Linked DNA regions of Rattus norvegicus: region 1 is linked to region 2. The links are chromatin contacts, called in public Hi-C maps. All regions are on one chromosome and are shown on one strand. The core of a region is the stretch at or near the end of the contact, and the rest is flanking DNA. Distances in the headings are between cores, read along the strand shown.

The links. Hi-C and Micro-C count contacts between places; a contact is called where the count stands out from the background.
Region 1: a contact with region 2 is called in a Hi-C map of the A7r5 cell line, with 6 times the contacts expected there. The contact joins the promoter of Robo2 here to the enhancer-like site in region 2. A contact is called at or near these places in 2 of 12 Hi-C or Micro-C datasets (the A7r5 cell line and the Rat2 cell line).

Annotation. Positions count from the first base shown.
Region 1 is chr11:26,524,991-26,529,899 of GRCr8, reverse strand. Robo2 (roundabout guidance receptor 2) reads left to right here and starts at 3,488. Exons shown (of 28, transcript NM_032106.4): 1 at 3,488-4,418. The coding sequence starts at 4,358.
Region 2 is chr11:25,952,320-25,957,056 of GRCr8, reverse strand. No RefSeq gene overlaps it. Among named protein-coding and RNA genes, the nearest start is that of Robo2, 570 kb to the left of the region's middle. Within about 2 kb of position 2,541, at least 3 of the 93 cell types and tissues checked have an H3K27ac peak or open chromatin away from gene starts, as enhancers often do. A contact at or near this core is called in the A7r5 cell line, where this site is marked.

The DNA.
Region 1 (4,909 bases), core at 2,239-4,738, 570 kb before region 2:
AATTTCCAACTTCTTTCAGAAGAAAAGTATTTTTTTCATATTTGTCTGCCTCAGAATCTTTCTGGAGAAAGATAGAACAAGAAAAACAAACAAACAAAAAATAATGCAGGAGCAAGCAAATCATTCTTGTCTGGTCAGGCGTTTTTACACATTATTCTAATTGCCTGATGTCTTGTTGTAGGTAATGACCCATATATTTTGTTTAAATTTGATATGGGAAAATTGTGTGCTAAGGCAATTTTACCCAGAACAAAGAATCCATCTGAACAGCCTTTAAATAAGTAGCCTTTGACTTTAAAACTGGTTTCTTAATAAGTGAAACAGTTTCTTTTTCCTTCCTTCCTTCCTTCCTTCTGTTTTTTTTTCTGTTTTCTTTTCTTTTTTCCCTCTTCATATGCTAAAAATCGGTTTTCCAGATTCTACCTTAAGGCTCAGGTTTTAAAGACTTTTGTTTACCTAAAGGAAGAAAAAAATACCTTGAGCAAATAACCCACCTTTAAATTGCTGTTCACTAAAAGCATTGAAATATGCTCTCTTCAGCACAGATTCTCTGAAATCTTGCAGAAAATGATGATGTTGCTTCTCTTGGCCTTAATATCATCTGCATTAAATTTCTAACTAAGGACCTCTTACTGTTGCTTCTTTAATGTGCAAGTTTTGTTTATTACCTTAAAATTTTCTTTAAATAGCATTGATATAGTATCATGTTTTCTTTAGGCACATTACATTATCAAAAATGATCTTGACAAAGCATTCTTTTATGAATCAATTCCAAATGTGTCTTCAAGAAAAATAGAAAATATACACTATCAAATAACTTTGCTTCAGATTTAATTTCTAAATAGAAATAATTACACACAAGAAGGCACCAATACAAAATGATGGACCTTGTTTTGTGGCTTCTAGAGTATATGTGAACATAAATACTGATGTTTAGTAAAAACCGACTTATTAGATACAATCATTGACTCAAACTCCTCTGTGGAAGTCATTTTCATGCTCTACATATGAATACATTTCTGTGAGATAAAATGCAGCAATTTTTACCTTAGGAGACAGGAGGAATTGTTGGGTGGGCACTCTCCAATCCATTCTCTCTGATTCTCCAAACACACTCATTCTGAACAGTTTCAAATGGTTGTATAGGTCATTTAAAGAAATGCTCTTGCAATAGAAAAGTAGTTAAAAACCAGAAGAAAACTCCTGAACAGAATGTGTGGGTCTCTTTTCCCAGATCTCCTTTAAAATTAAAAGTCTCATTAGCTTATTTGATGACTAATTCTTGCAGAATATTATTACGGAACTTGTTTTTGCTGGAAAGATAAAAGTTTTGAATCCAAGAGCAATATAATTTGTTTGAGATTAGAGGAGGTATTTCTTGGGTAGAAGAAAAAGAGTTTTTTTTTTCTTTCAAAAATTGACTTAAAACCTAGTACAATGTCCAAGTCACAAGTTTTAAATAGTCACCAACTATTTTAGGGCAACCTGAAGAGGCAGTAGATGTTAATCCAGGACATTTTTGGAGTTTTCTCTTTCATGGCGTTACCAAACCCAGAACTCTTGTCTTGAGGTGGTGCTGAATTACAACACATAAACTTGTTTCTTGTTAACAATTTTTTCTTTTTCCTTACGATGCTAATTCAGAGTCAATACTTGAAGAATTTAGCAGTTTTGACGTACACTCTTTAGCCATATGGCTAAAGAGAGTACTTTAAAAATCTTAAAATGACTTGATGCTTCATGAGACGTGTGGCTTAGTTCAGTCCTTTGACGGACGACAGTTTTATTGCCACCATCAAGGAGCCTTCTGGAATGCCAAGAGAACGCTCCTAATTGCTTGCTTAAATGTCGTTGGCCATTTTGGGGGAAAACATTCCATTTCTCATTATAAGCAAAGGAGAACTAAGTTCAGTGGAGGCACCAAAACACATCCCAGCAAACAAAAGACTCCTCCAGTGTCCTCAAACACAGTTTCTTTCCTAATATTTTCCAGTAGGGGGAACTAAAGATTCGCCAAGCAGAGGCTAGCTTTGCTCAGGGACCTGAGTGAGTCCCTGTCAGGCGCTTTTATAATCACCTGAATAATCATCAAACAGCTACCAAGCAAAGCTTTTGATCACACGTGGGTCCGGCCACAATGGCCATGTCAGGGTACCTTAGACAGTGGCAGGTATCTGATTTAGAGTGGCCTTCCTTAACTATCTCCAGTCCTAATAGCACGCATTCCGTAGTTTTTGCTTGGAATGTATTCCCTTTTATCGTGTTTGGACTGAAATTCCGCTCGAGCTCCTGTTAGCCTAGTTGAGTTATCAGCACTCCTAAATCAGAGCCCACTTTCCGAATTTCCTTTTAGAGGTCCTAAAACGAGCGAAGGCTCTAGAAAACCACTTCCTCCAAGTCTTTTGATCCTCGACCTCCTCCATTCCTAGAGTCTTCTACCGGACTCTTTTATCACAAGGTCCCGAATTATGGTCAGTGAGTGTTGAGAGGTCAGAAGGCATCCAAGCAACATTAGCCGGATGCCAATCCTTCCCCCTCTTTTCTCTTGGGGATTCTGTAGTTAGCCATAGATCTTAGCTAAAACAAGCCGGAAGAGGTTAGAGATACTCTCTCCCCTACACCCACAGTTGTGTGTGTGTGTGTGTGTGTGTGTGTGTGTGTGTGTCTGTGTGTGTGTCTGTGTGTGTCTGTGTCTGTGTGTGTGTCTGTGTGTGTGTATGTGGATGGGTTCACTTACAACCATCTAGGATATATGTACTCAAAACCTTTCTGCTCCAATAGGTACTTCAACCCCTCTCCTACTCTCCCTGTTGGCCAGCTTCCTTCTGGTAAAAGGTGAAGTGTGTGTGTGTGTGTGTGTGTGTGTGTGTGTGTGTGTGTGTGTGTGTGTGTGATTTTTAACAGGTAATGAGGCTGTGCCCGGGGTCCTGGAAGATCATCTTTTTTTTGTAGAAAAGCTCTTGTGCAGCTCCGGCAGACGGAGCGATGAATAATTAGGAAGGGCTTCCATGAAATCACTCACCGAGAAAATTACCTGCCCATTAAACGGGGCCGCGTGAAGAGCGGGAGGCTGGAAGCCCACCTCACCCCTCCGGAGGAGGGAGGGGGACGCCCAGGAGGCTCCCAGAATGGGAAAGAGTTGATGGCTAATCGCAGTCCTAGCGAGCCCGAAGCGGCTCCACATTGGTTCATTTCCGTCCCCCTTAAGACTTATCGCTTGCCGGGTTACCCTTGCTCGGCGGACCCCGGTTCGGGCTATCGCCCCCTGCACGGGAGGGTGATCGGGTGGAGGTGGAGATCCGGCCGCCCCCATCCTCCAACCCCTCCCGGGGATATACTGGGAGCAGCTCTTTCCTCCCCTCCTCTCCTGCTTCCTCGCCTTCCCTCCTCCAAGTCCTTCCAGCCCCCGGCAGCTGCTGGAGGAGGCGGACGCAGCGCAGCCTCCGCCGCAGAAGCAGTGACTGTCCGGAAAGGGGCTGGAGGCTGGACTGCTCCTGGAGGCTGGACCACGCACTAGCATCCTCAGGGCTCCCAGGTCCGGAGCTCCTAGGTCTGGCGGCGCTCGCCCACAGCAGCTGGACGCTAGATCTCTCCGGGGCGGCCCCTCCGGGGTGGCCGCGGCCTCGGCTCAGCCCCTCCCTCTTCCCTTGCTTCTTCTCCTCGCCCTCCTCCTCGCTCCCTCACCACGTAGGAGTTCCCATTCTCCACCCAAGCCGTCCTGCTTTTCCCCTTTCCTTCCTTTTGGAAACCAGAGACTCGGAAGGAGGCGACCAGGCTGCGGAGGAGAGGGCCGGCTCGCAAAGTGCTGCTTTGACACATCCTTAGGATGGAAGTTAAGTGAAAACAGAACAACACAAAACAAAACTCCGCGAAGTGTTGCAGCTACGGAGGAGACCAAGGGGAGAGAAAACTCGGTGGGCAGGCCAATGGTTGCTCCGCAGCGCGTTGGCAAGTTTGTGGAACACTTTCTAGGAATTAGGTCTTTTTTTTTTTGTCCCCCATCATCTTCTTGACTTCTGAAGAAAGAAGTTGGGTTTGGAATGCAATGGAGTCTAAGGAGACAGGGCTAGACGCACGTGAATAGTCCCGCCAGCTGGGCTGAATTTGTGGGAATTTAGGAAGCCAGCCTGCGGAAGTACAGCGGCTCTGGAGTCCCCTGGGTTCATTCGGATGGCACCTAACGTGTCCCGCGTCAGACCTCTTCACCAAAAGCTTCCGATGTTACCATTTTGCTCTTAAATTTATCTCTAGGAAAGTCTAAACTTCGGACCTACCTCCTTTTTTGATACTTATTTTTGTACTTCTGCTCTCTGGGATTGGTTTCTTAAACAACCTGGATCCTTTTTCATATGTCAAAATGACTCCTCTGATGTTTACACTACTATTGCTCTTTGGATTTCTCTGCATTCGGACTGACGGTGAGTTAAAACACCCCTTTCTTTCCGAGATTGTTGTGGCTTCTAAAGAAAATGACAGTGTAGTTGGTAGTGTGTGTTGGCCATGCGCAAGCTCTTCAGGGGCAGAGGTTCTAGTCTTTTGTTTCTAACCTGCTGCTGGTGGAACAGGAAATATCCACCTATTGTTGTTGTGATTAATTAATTGAGTTTTACAATAAGTGACTGGCTCTCGGCTTAGAAGAGTAACTATTAAAAAACAATGTCAAGGACGAACCCAGGATGGTTGTGGCTATTCTCTCTTTGGTATTTGTTCTGGTATCTAAACTTTGTCTTAGGCATTCAACTAAAGGACTATAGTAGCTGATACTGGAAGATGCATTCAGTGAGTGGGATTTGATACTGGGTATCTCGATGTTCAAAGTCTGTCACCTGTGTGTCAGCGAAGGCTATCCCAGCACGCAATCAGAATGAAGGACTTAGATCACAGAAAACTATCACAAGTGAGACTGGGC
Region 2 (4,737 bases), core at 1,292-3,791:
TATCTCTGAAACATAGATCCTTTGTGCTCTCAGAAAACACTTCCCAGAAGATTTCACCTCAATGATACTGGTCTCTTTTTAATCACCACTAATTTCTTATCTCCAGCTAACCAGCATCAATAGTTAGTAACACAAAGAATTTACTTTAGTAGTTTTGGTACCTTGTTACCACAGCTGATCTTCAGCCCCACCTAAGCAAAACCACAAAATCTTCACAATTAAAATAACAACAGCCTTGACAAGAGTCTTTAATCTTCCCTCTGAAATTTCACAAGCCTGGCCTCCATCTTCTGCACTGTTCTCAAAATTATCTTCCAAGCTCCTACAGAACATCTCACAGAGCTCTTAAGATTCTAATGGCTCTTCTAGCTCAAAGTTCCAAAATCATTACACAGTCCTCCCCAAAACGTGGTCAGGTTGTCACAGGAATACCCCACTATGCTGGTACCAATTTGTCGTAGTCAGGGTTTCTATTCCTATACAAACATTATGACCAAGAAACAAGTTGGGAAGAAAAGTATTTATTCAACCCACATTGCTTCCACACTGCTGTTCATCACCAAAGGAAGTCAGGACAGGAACTCAAACAGGTCAGGAAGCAGGAGCAGATGCAGAGGCCATGGAGGGATGTTACTGACTGTCTTGCTTCCTTATAGAAACCAGGACTACCAGCCAAGGGATAACACCACCCACAATGGGCCATCCCACCCTTGATCACTAGTTGAGAAAATGCCTTATAGCTGGAGGTCATGGAGGCATTTCCTCAAGGGAGGTTACTTTCACTGTGATAACTCCAGCTTGTGTCAAGTTGACACAGAAAACCAGCCAGTACATGCTTTCAAACTCTGCCATTGTTTTAATCTATAAATTGGGATTTATCATGTATCATCTTTGTCTGAAACCCTGCCTTGACCCATGGACAGTAGTATTTCCTTTTGTTGTAAGTTTCCCTTTGCTTTGTGGACTGTTTGTACTGGGATTGTGGCACAAACTCTATGAGAATAAGTATTTTACAACCTTTTCTAAACCTATAATGAAATCCACCTCAGAGTCTAATAATGATTTGTTTAAAGCATCCCTGTTTACTGAAAAAGAGTGAAAAGAAGACGAAAGAACCTATCCTCATTATAAATCCCTGAGTAGACAGCAAGGGTGCAGCTGCAAGCGATTCATCACCTCAACACAGCTTTGTTTCTATTGACAGATCATTTTAATAACCACAATTCTCCAGTTGATGTAAAGTAGTCCCCATTTCTGAGCTGAAGCAATTTATTAAACTGCCTGTAACGGGAACTCTTATTTTCTACACTTCTTGGTAATTCTTCTTTACAGTATATTTTTTTCCTCTTAAAAGTACACCTGAATAACAGCACTTGCCTTTTCAGAAAATACTATCAGCAGTGAGCTAGCTAGACTTGATAACATTCAGAGTTATTTAAATAGGGAGACCCCGACTACATTGTATATTATTTGCTGTGATGGTTGGCCCTATTAACTGAGATCATCTGACTAAAATTGTGGAATATTCCAGCTGAACAACATTTTTAAAGGTGGAAAACTAACAGATAAATCAAGGCCAATATGCAGTGCTGGCTAGAATAAAGAGGCCAGCAAGCACCCAGTCAGTTCAGACTAACTGTCTATTTGCCGAAGTTCACTGCCAAGTCCTCTATCTATTCTGTTTAATGAGAAGTGAGAACTTGTGCTAACTCTTTTTATCATGGCTGGTCTAAGAATCAATACTGCTATGACATTATTTTTAACAGTAAGCCATCTCTCCCACCTCATCCTCTAAGTTAATGATCTGACAAGATCCCGGGAAAATACCGTCCAGCCTTACTTAGGACAACAAATAAAACTTGACTTGTCAACTTGCTTGCTTTATGTGTTGAGTGCTGAAGCTAGAAAAAAAATAAAAACTTACCCATGTAATAAGAAAGCAGTGTTTTATGGTGATGAGCTTTTTCATGCCATTAACTAGATGAATAGAAACTCGTGGGAGAAGAGATAGATAAAGGTTATAATTTTAGCCTAAGAAAATATAAATGACAGTTCAAAAGGCTGCTTTCCCTACCTCTCATGACTTTGTTCTTCATTTCCTTTCCCTGTTTCTTGCCAAAGCTATTTTGCCAAAGGCTACAATATACTAAGAATTAGAACTAGTGGAGTGTAAGGAAGTCAGCTTTGATGCTAAGTGGCCAAACTGCTTCCCTCTGGCAAAAGAAAAAAAAGAAAAAGAAAAAGAAAAAGAAATCTCCTTATGATAAAGCAAGATTCCTTTATAATAGGTCTGGCGGTCTTCTAAGGACTGTCTAAGTGTCAGGCCCAGTTCAGAATGTATTTAGAACACCATTTTGAAGGAGAAAAATACCATGCTTGTTCAAGTAAGCCTTAAAAGTAATACACAGGCTTTTCTTGCTTTCATTTTCTCCTGCAGGAGTGGTGCAATAAAATTAGGGACAGCAAAGCCCCATGGTCAGCATCAGGGAGAGAGCTCATGACTAAGTGGTTACAATTTACAAAAGAATTGGTGAGACCTAACCATCTGAGCCTTTTACACAATCACGTGCCTTTTCCATATTAAGCTGCAGTGGCCTACAGACGGCATCTGTAGAGCTGAGGGAATCCCTTCTCTCTCACCACAGCTTCTCTCTCACCACAGCTTCTCTCCCTGTCATATTCTCAATACCCCTTAGAGCTTATTTTGAGCATTCAATCCCTTTTCCTGTCCTTGGGAAGTCTCATTAGAAGACTCCGTTTCTCAATCACCTTATTAAGAAGCAGGGAGAATTAAGACCCATCATGGATTATGTTTACTAGCAGAGTTTCTGCATTTTCCCAGCATTCCTTAGGGGCAACATCATGAGGAATCAAAAACGAGTCACCTCCTTTGCTAGCAGGGATTGTTGTTTTGCTTCCAGTGTATGATTCTTTCCACTCATGGAGACATTAGTCCAATGAACAAGAAAAGTCGATAGTGTAAAGAGAATTCTCCACCAAATTGCCGTTCCCCACCCCGATCCCAGCAAAACCAAAATCTCAGGTAAAGATTATCACGATTCCATTTTAGGTATTTATTTTAGGTTAGTGAGCTTGGGAATAGCTCAGTGGTAGAATGCTTGTTTCACTTATACAAAGGCGTAAGCTCCATCTCTAACATCCCACACACAGAAAATCCAAACTTCCTACTTTTAAGGATGTTGTTTGGCTATCAATAAACCGATATTTGTGTAACTAAGCAGAATTATTTATCCCCATTCCAATCTAGTTCTCTGGTTTCCTTCTTGACTGATAGGCATATGTGAACTCTTTTGGAACAAGGCATTCATGCGGATTCTCCCTGAACTGATTCTGTGTGTGTAAAGGAAGGATCTCCTCAACTGTCTCTTCAAGCAGAAGAAAATATGTTGCAGGGGTCATGCTACATCCTTGAAATCTATAATGTTTGGCATGTCCAAGAGAGTTACTTTATTAAATGTAAAAAGGAAGTCGACATTCAAAGACACATATCCCTTAATTCATCTCCACTTAGTTTCTGTCTGTATCTTACGTATCTATCATTTAGCACTTCAAATTTAGCATCTTGATAACCAACATATGTACACTGCTGCTGGGTATAATTTTAGTTTGGAATTTTAGAGAGGAATAGTTTTACATTATTTAATACATATATTCATTATTTAATACATTATATAAAAGCATATAATTAATATATTCTCCTTATGAGATATCTTCACTGTTTCTGTTTTTATCATTTCTCTTTTGAAAACCTTCTTGATGGCAAATGTTATTCAGCATAAATATCAAATGGTAATTAAATAAATTCTAACTCTTAAAATGCTAGATGGTGTATTTAAAATTCATATTTTCTATTGATTTGCACCAACTGCTCAGTTTTGATTAAAATTTTTCTATCTATAAACAGACATTTAACGTGAACAAATACTTTTTCCTCAACATCAAGACTTGCAGGGAGAAGTCACTGGAGTGTTACATTCAGGTGCATAGTGGAATCAGAGTAGGAAAATGCATGCTAGTTTTCTTCTATGAAGGCTGTGGTTCAGCATAACTTCATAGTTTGCAATTTAATTTTTCTAACTGCTGTTTCTTTCAGAATAAGTAGCTGACTAGCACCCTTTCATACTTACAAAATGAAGCATTTTCACACACAGCAAACAACTTTCAATGTGTCCCTTTCCTCAGAATGCAGATAAAGTGGGATATTCAAAAGCCAATAAAAAATATTCTGCTTCCATTCACAAGTGAAGAACTCATATGCTTAGTGGGCTAACCTGTGGTTATTAAAGTAGCCTGCTAGGTGACCAAGTATTCTGCTAGACTTAGGAAATTTAGTTCCAAAGATCAATCAGCTGACAGCCATTGTTTGCCCAAGTCACGTGCACGTGGGTAGCAATGATTGAACACAGTGATTATCAAGGAAAAAGAGGACATGAATTTTGGCAGGATACTTCAGGGTCTATAAGAAATTTGCTCTTTTATGGACTTCTAGTACAGGTCTTAAGTCATTGTTGTGGTTTAAATATGAGCTGCCCCCATAAAAGTTTACTGGTTGAAAACTCACCACTGCTGTGGCGCTGCTGTTGAGTGCTAGGTGTATCAAGATGTCCACACCTTCTGCAGTATTTAATGCATTGATAATTTATACTGGGCAAACTGTTCCAACATGGCTTCATACATAAGGTGTAGACCAATTCTGGATAGCTTTGGAAGTTACAC